Linked DNA regions of Hordeum vulgare: region 2 is linked to region 1. Evidence: chromatin contacts called from public Hi-C data. All regions are on one chromosome and are shown on one strand. The core of a region is the stretch at or near the end of the contact, and the rest is flanking DNA. Distances in the headings are between cores, read along the strand shown. Region 1 holds the start of LOC123409457 (MDIS1-interacting receptor like kinase 2-like). Region 2 holds the start of LOC123430611 (acyltransferase-like protein At1g54570, chloroplastic).

What was found. Hi-C and Micro-C count contacts between places; a contact is called where the count stands out from the background.
Region 2: a Hi-C map of seedling shows a contact between it and region 1, with 4 times the contacts expected there. The contact joins the promoter of LOC123430611 here to the promoter of LOC123409457 in region 1. A contact is called at or near these places in 2 of 6 Hi-C or Micro-C datasets (leaf and seedling) and 1 of 1 datasets of contacts at active chromatin or transcription factors (embryo).

What each region holds. Positions count from the first base shown.
Region 1 is chr1H:264,593,560-264,597,862 of MorexV3_pseudomolecules_assembly, forward strand. LOC123409457 (MDIS1-interacting receptor like kinase 2-like) reads left to right here and starts at 3,042. Exons shown (of 2, transcript XM_045102354.1): 1 at 3,042-4,303. The coding sequence starts at 3,082.
Region 2 is chr1H:265,019,566-265,023,801 of MorexV3_pseudomolecules_assembly, forward strand. It overlaps LOC123430611 (acyltransferase-like protein At1g54570, chloroplastic), which reads left to right and starts at 1,621. Exons shown (of 13, transcript XM_045114465.1): 1 at 1,621-2,078; 2 at 2,249-2,300; 3 at 3,588-3,643. The coding sequence starts at 1,727.

The DNA.
Region 1 (4,303 bases), core at 1,792-4,291:
CCTCGAGAATTCCCTGGAGCTCAACTCCCTGGAAGAAATCAAGTCAGAAAGGAGGCACCAAGACAGAATTCCGTCACATCGGCATCATATAGATTCCAAAAATATCCGTGTGATCCTAAAAAAAATTGAGTGAGAAGAGGAGTAGAATTAAAATTATTACGTCAAGAATCTTCACCACAGAGAACCCAATCCGAGAATATTTTTCGAACACTTTCGAAAACAAAATTTAATCAGTGCCGCGGGCGCGTGCGTGTGTGGTCGGGCTCAAAACGGGCAACGACGGGAACTGAGAGAACCCGCAACTAATAACGGATGCAGTTTTCAAAACTGGCGGCAACGGAGTGCCGATGCAATGCAGATGATGCGCGTGATGCGATGATGAACGCAACAAACAAAATAATAACATAGCGGAAACAGAATAAAGGTGAATCTTCTGGAGCGTCGGTCTCAGACTGTCGCACAAGGGGGGAGGAGGTGGAATCCTGGTCCCCCTTTTTCCCTTCCATACAAAGGTGGACTTTCCATCTTTCCCAACTCCATGGGCCTTAAGGCACTTGTTCGCTTGGCCCAATAAGGCCACAATGTCTCCCTTAGCCCATGCAAACCCTTGGGACGCGGTAGAATCCTTGGTGGACTTACGGACTCCTTCGGAAGTTTCCAGAACCTTCTAGAAACTTCCCGATACAGTATCAAAAAAACCTGAAATTTTTCCGGTAGACAAAAAATGACTTCCCATATATAAATATTTACATCCGGACTATTCCGGAGCTCCTCGTGATGTCCATGATCTCATCCAGGACTCCAAACAACATTCAGTTACCATCAGACATAACTCACTACAAATCGTCACCGAACCTTAAGTGTGCAGACCCTGCGGGTTCGAGAACTACGCAGACATGACCGAGACACTCTCCGGGCAGTAACCAATAGCGAGACATGCATGTCCATATTGGCTCCTACATATTCTACGAAGATCTTTATCGGTCGAGCCACGATGTCAAGGATTCAATCAATCATGTATACAATTCCCTTTGTCTATTTGTATGTTACTTGCCCGAGATTCGAACGTCGGTATCTCCATACCTAGTTCAATCTCGTTACCGGCAAGTCTCTTTACTCGTTCCAAAATACAAGATCCCGTTACTAACTCCTTAGTCACATTGCTTGCAAGCTCATTGTGATGTTGTATTACCGAGTGGGCCCTAGAGATACCTCTTCGTCATACAGTGCGACAAATCCTAGTCTTGATTCACGCCAACCTAACAGATACCTTCGGAGATACCTGTAGAGCACATTTATAGTCACCCAGTTACGTTGTGACTTTTGATACACACAAGGAATTCCTTCGATGTCCGAGAGTTGCATGATCTCATGGTCACAGAAATAGATACTTGACATGCAGAAAACGGTAGCAATAAACTGACACAATCACATGCTACGTTCATAGTTTGAGTCTTGTCCATCACATCATTCCCCTATTGACGCGATCCCGTTATAAAATGACAACTCATGGCTATGGCAAGGAAACCTTGACCATCTTTGATCAACGAGTTAGTCCTTAGAGGCTCACTAGGAACAGTGTGTTGTCTATGTACCCACACATGTATTTGAGTTTCCAATCAATACAATTATAGCATGGATAATAAACGATTATCATGAACAAGGAAATATACTAATAACTAATTTATTATTGCCCTCTAGGACATATTTCCAACACACCCCTCCACCATGGTCGCGCCCCGTCTCAACGTCGGAATGGAATCACCGCAGCGGCAACGCAACCCGAACCACCGCCGCGTCCACGAATGAAGCGTCGCCGCCACCACGCGCCTGCCGCGATAGAGCCATCCCAAGTCGTCGTCCGATTCCCACTACACCCAATCGCCATGCAAGCTTCGCCATTGGGATCGGAAGCTGGCAACTGCGGCAGGTGGCGGATCGAACCAATGGAGGCGGTGATTTTCTAATTTGGGGTCGGATCGAACCAGAGGTGGGGGGAGATAAGGAATGCACGTTGTCAAGGCCACACCGCACGAGAGAGGCGTCGTAACGATGAGGCGGCTTACAGGTCGTTGCTATCCTTCGACTGATTCTAATCCTTTTTCTTATATGTGTGGCATGTGTATGGCCTAATGTGTTTGACATATGAATGTTGCTACACGCTAGTAAGCATAATCAATTGCCCTCATGATTTGTGTGTGTGCACCTTACCCATCACATCTATTTAATAAATTAAAAGATGACACCATCAATAAAAAAATACCAAGCCTAGCATATTAAAATCTTGTGATTTACCGACTACACATAACACAACAACAAAACAAAACTATGAATGAGATTCATACAGTATGTGACGATCATATCAAAGCACGTGACCCCGAGAGTGGGTTTTTTAGCGGTTCGGGTATTTATCGGGTACGAGGATGCCATATAATAGAGCAATGAGATTCATACAGTATTTGACGATCAACGTGTATAGACTTATTGTGTACCGAAGCACAATACATGTATACATCTGTATATGTTGTATACCATTAAATTCAATATAGTATTATTGGTTATGGGATGAGAGCATAGCTCTCCACTAAGCATATTGTGTCTCAAGTCTCAACGGATGTTCATCCAACATCCAACGATATCCCCGTACCCGATAAAAGCTAGCACTACTAATTTTTCATTTGGCACGCGACTCCTTCTAGTTAGTGTTATCAAATTCAATTCATCCAAAATTACTCCTTTTGTCTTAAAATAATTGTCCCAATTTTATATTATTTAAAAAAAATACTAATATTAAGACACTTATTTTAAAACTGAGAGAGTATAAAAGAACTCCTTCAACCTGCTTTCTATACTTTTTTCTTTCCGGGTGACACCTTCAACCTTTCAAGGAAAGGAGCGGACATGTATATGGCAAAAACAAACAAACAAACACATTTCATAATTTACAGTCCTGCCCTGAATGGCTGCTAGTATTAACACTTCTACCATCGGTCAACGCCCTCATATGAAATGTCCACTGTCTGTAGAAGTTCTCGGACCGCAGGCAGTGCCCGCGATGGCTGCAGCTGCACACGTACTCCTATGACAAAGTTGACAAACGATCCTCATCCAACTGCTGATTCTCCGAGAGAGATCGACATGAGGCGCCATGATCACCATCGAGCAAGAACGTGCAGGCGAGACACTGTCCCGCTTACGCTTCTTCTCTTCCTACTCCTGTCGTCCTCGCAGCTGCGCGGCGCGAGCTCTGCGCGCGGCGAGGGAGAGGTGCTCCTGGAATGGAAGGACAGCCTGCCGCTGACCGCGGCCGCCGCGGGCGCTCTGGCCTCGTGGGACCGGGCGGCCGCCGCCAACTCCAGCTTCGCGGTGTGCTCGTGGCACGGCGTGACGTGCGATGTCTCCGGCCGGGTCGTCGGCGTCGACGTGTCTGGCGCCGGCATCGACGGCACGCTCGACGCTCTGGACCTCTCGTCTCTGCCCAGCCTCGGCAGCCTCAACCTCAGCTACAACACGCTGGTCGGATCGTTCCCGTTGAACGTGTCCGCGCCGCTGCTTAACATCTTGTCGGTTGATTTGTCCAACAATAATTTTTCCGGCCCGATCCCGCCGGCCTTGCCTGCGTACATGCCTAACCTCGAGCACCTCAGCCTTTCTTCCAATCAGTTCGCCGGCGAAATACCGCCTTCCGTCGCCAACTTGACCAGGCTTCAGAGCCTTGTTCTTGGCAAGAACGGTTTTTCCGGTGGCATACCGCCGGCGCTCGGTTCCATCTCGAGGCTACGAGTGCTCGAGCTGCACAGCAACCCGCTGGGAGGCGCGATCCCCGCCTCTCTCGGCATGCTCCGGTCGCTCGAGCGCATCAATGTCAGCATCGCGCAGCTGGAGTCCACCCTTCCGACGGAACTCAGCCACTGCACCAACCTCACCGTCATTGGGCTGGCAGTTAACAAGCTCTCCGGGAAGCTGCCGGTGTCGTGGGCCAAGCTGAGGAAAGTACGAGAATTCAACGTCTCCAAGAACATGCTCGCCGGGGAGATCTTGCCGGACTACTTCACGGCGTGGACACGTCTCACGGTGTTTCAGGCGGACAAGAACCGTTTCATCGGCGAGATCCCCGCGGAGGTCGCCATGGCGTCGAGGCTGGAGTTCCTCTCCTTCGCGACCAACAACCTCTCCGGCAAGATCCCGGAGATCATCGGAAGTCTGACGAATCTGAAGCTGCTGGACCTCGCCGAGAACGAATTTTCTGGTACGATACCACGGAGCATCGGCAACCTCACAAGATTAGAGACTCTTCGGCTGT
Region 2 (4,236 bases), core at 371-2,870, 420 kb after region 1:
AAAGCCTCTAGATGCGTTGGTCGCCAACAATCTCTCTGTATCAGCGGCAGTTGGCTGCCTCAAGTACTCAAGGCCAAACACCTCGATCACAGCCTGGCAAAACTTGTACATTGACATGAGACATGTTGTCTCACTCATACGCACATACTCATCCACCAGATCGCCTGGAATTCCATATGCAAGCATTCGGATGGTCGCGGTGCATTTCTGGTAAGAGGAGAATCCTAGCTTGCCAACGGCATCCGTCTTGCACTCGAAGTATGGGTCATGAGCAACCACTCCCTCTTGGATACGATTGAACACATGCCTTGCCATAAGAAAACGGCGACGGAATTTATCCGGCTTGAAGAGCGGTGTGCTCGCAAAGTAATCGACATAGAGCAGAGCTCGACCTTTCTCCGTGTTGCGGTTCAGGTTCGGAGCACGACCAGGGAGTGACCCCCTGTACCGAGGAAGCTGTCATTGAATGTGGTCGTGAACCATCACTTCAGCCACCACAATATCTTCATCATCGAACGACGAATCGTCCGATGAATAGATGAAGTGGTGGAAGAAAAACTCATCACCACTGTCCATACCTTTGCGGGCAAAGTGTCGAACACCTTGCACTCGTGGTGGCAAAGAGGCCGCGATGGTCACCTCGATGCAGGGGTGGTTGGTGGCCGGCTACTGGCCGCTCTGGAGCACTCGTCGAAAGTTGTCGCGGCCGCCTGTGGTACGTCGCCTGCGGCCGTATCCACTCTGCCGCCGGCTACGACGACGGTCAAACCTTCTCCGATCGACGCCCAAACTACGATGAAAGCGCGGGCGTGGTGGCGGCCATGGCCAGACGGGGTTTGCTATGGACGGTCGGGGGATGAGGTGGCCGGAGAATAGCGGCGGCGCCGTCGACGGGGCGGGGCGGGAGAGGGGGTGGAGGCGTTGGAATTTTTGGGAATGCTTGTGTCCCCGACACGCGGGCCACGCACGGACAAGGGCGTGCGGCGAGCGCATCCGCGCGATGTCCGTTTTTCCCAAACCGAACGCAAGTTTGAGACTTTGGGCTGAGGATGGGTCGAAAACGGATGAAATCCGAACATTTGTCTGTATGGGTCCGCGCGTTGGGTCGTGGTATTCGTCTGTTCTACTCCGAACGAACGCGTGCAAACAAGATGATGTCGCGTGATGGAGTTGGCCTCACAAACGGTTGTGGGAAAGATCGTCAGTCAACAAAGGGACTTATCGGCGGACGGACAAGTTGTTCGAAAAATCAAGGAACTGCTCTCTCAATTTCAAGTCTCTAAGAGTTGTACGGGTTGCTGTAAGTCGTCGTGTAAAACGTGGTTTCATGTGACTCGTAGCTCGAAGATTACGTGCAGAGGGGGCTATGAACAATGAATAAATGAGCAACATTTCCCTCAAAAAGAAAAGGACATACGTCAGACACGTCTGTTTCTTTAGGGATCCAGACACGTTTATACGTTTGTGGGAGCTAATACTAGTACACTACATGGGATGGGATTAGAAAAAGGAAAAAGAAAGTTGGTGCGGTCAGCACTGAGCTTGTCCCCCTTTGTCTGCTTCCCCGGAGAGTGGCTTGCTCTTGATCTCTCCTACGTGCCCCGCTGCCACCCCAATCACTCGCCGCCCCATCCCCTCCACAGACCCCGCCCTTCTTTTCTTCTTCAACTAACTCCTCCGTTTCTCCAACCAAAGGCATCCATCCGCGCCACTTCCTTCTCCAGCAATGTCCATTCCCGCCCTCCGCTCCTTCCCCGCCGTCTACGGCGTGAAGCCGGCCGGCCGCCTGGTCCGACACCATTCCCGGCTCGGCGGCGGCCTCCGGGCCAGCTCCGTCGCTGTGAACGGGGAGGTGGGGCCGAGAACCAAGGGCGGGAAGAAGGAAGAACCGGCGAAGGAGGAGGACAGAGGGCTGGAGCCCCTCTACGACGATGGGTTCGGGGGCGTGACCGTCAAGGACTACTTCGCGGCCGCCAGGGCCCTGTGCAAGGACGACGGAGGGCCGCCGCGGTGGTTTTGCCCCGTGGAGTCAGGCCAGCCGGCGGTGGAGGACGCGCCCCTGCTGCTCTTCTTGCCAGGTTGGTCGTCCAATCTCTCGCAATAAACAACTTCTCCATTCAGGTTGGTCACTGCATGATGGAGGCAGCTCATCAGCGCGAGATCACCTCCATGTTTGCGGTGACCTGAATGGCTAAATGGAGAGTTTGCTTCTGTTCTAAGAGTGTGCTTCGAATTGACTGGACTGCAGGAACTGACGGTGTTGGGATGGGACTCATTTTGCACCACAAGTCTTTGGGCAAGTGAGTATGCTGTTGTATTCAACATACAGTATATACTTTATCTCTGCTATCACCTTTAGCGAAATACTATTGCCGGCCAAGCAGGAAAAGCCTGCTTTCAGCGTTACTACTAGTGTGCTAGTCTCCATGAAGTCATTATTTATCAAATTAATCAGGGCTAAAACAGTAGGGACGCAAACACACAACAAGCCTAGATATAATAAGAATATTAAAAGTCAAATATATGCCGATATCAAATGAGATGTACATAAATTAGACTTTTAGAACACCTATATGCGGGTTGATGTGAGCATCGCTGAAAAATCATACTCCCTCCGTACCTAAATATAAGTCTTTTAAGATATTTCACTAAGTATCTACATACGGAGCAAAATGAATGAATCTGTACTCTAAATTATATCTATATACATCTGTATGCAGTTCGTTAGTTGAATCTTTAGAAAGACTTATATTTAGAAACAGAGGGAGTACAAGGCAAGCCTTTCCCCACAGTGCAATGCAAAGAGCCCACGTCGAACCTGTACCTTTTGGCGCAAGTGGTTCTGGGTCCGACGTGGCCTCTCCTACCTAAAAGAACATAAATTTTTAATTTATATAAGGATCAAATATAGCTATGTTCACCTTAAATTCTGTCAAAATTTTGTTCTCGATGTAGAATCAACCAATAGATGAAGAAGTGAGAGGGCCATGCATATAGCATTAATATGTTCTCCAATACATAAGTAGATCTTCTTTGGTTGATGTTATTTGCAAGATGAGTTCAATAAACCTGAAAGGAAGGAATAAGCCTACGGAATGTGACCTGCGATATGTTTACATGTTCCTTCTTATTTAGGGGGTGTTTGTTTTCAGGGACTTTTTGGTATAGGGACTAAAAAAGTCTTTTTTAGTCTCATTTGAAACAAACAGGAGGGACTTTTAGAGACTAAAAGAGGGTATTTGGGACTAAAGGAAGAAGTTCGTATGTGAGGGTCTTTTTGTGACTTTTTTGACACTTTTTCCAACAGTGTCCTTACTTTTAGCATGTCATTTAATAATTCTAGTATATTACTACGGGTAACATTGTCTTTTTACATGTCATTTAATGACCTCTAGTCCCTGTTTAGTCCATAAAAATAAACGGATAGGGACTAGAGACTTTTTAACTGGGACTAAAAAAGTCCTAGAACTCTTGAAACAAACAGTGCCTTAGTCTAAAACTGCCCAATGTGACAAAGTAGTCTGCCTCCTTTTGTTTGTCGTTTTCTACTTTCAAGTCTAATAAAACCTCATGTTTCTCGTTTGCAGGGCCTTCGAAGTTCGTTGTTTGCATATACCAGTAAATGATCGTACACCATTTGAAGGTATGACTTGTCGTTATTCGGCTTCACTATTATTCCCTCAGTCCTAAAATAACTCTTTCAAGTTTAGTATAACTTTGTATTAGAGCTAGTATAAAGTTGACACTTATTTTAAGACGAAGGGAGTACTATTCTTTACTTGGATAATCATCGACATACCAACTTTTCTCTGCAACTATTTTCTAAATAACAACTCACAACAAAGTGGAACATAGAAAATATGCAGCGATTCTAGAGATATATGTATCTCATTAGGACTACAGTTTCATCCAGGTCTAACTTCAGAAATTTGCACAAGTTTTTCTTCCAATAATGAAACTTTTACTCCCTCCGTCACGGTTTAAAAGGCGTGTTTGGAAATTCTCTGGAAGTGGTCATTGATTGGTTGTCACATGGGATAAAAAATAGCATTCACACTACGCGTGCATATAAAAATAGTACAATGGAGTACTAATTAGCTGCTAGGAGTAAATGCAATGCGCCTTAAACCTTATCTATTATGAAAATGCACGTAAGTTTAATTAAACCTTCTAAACCGTGATGGAGGTAGTATTACCCACGTCCACATCATCGATGCATACAACCGCAACTATTAC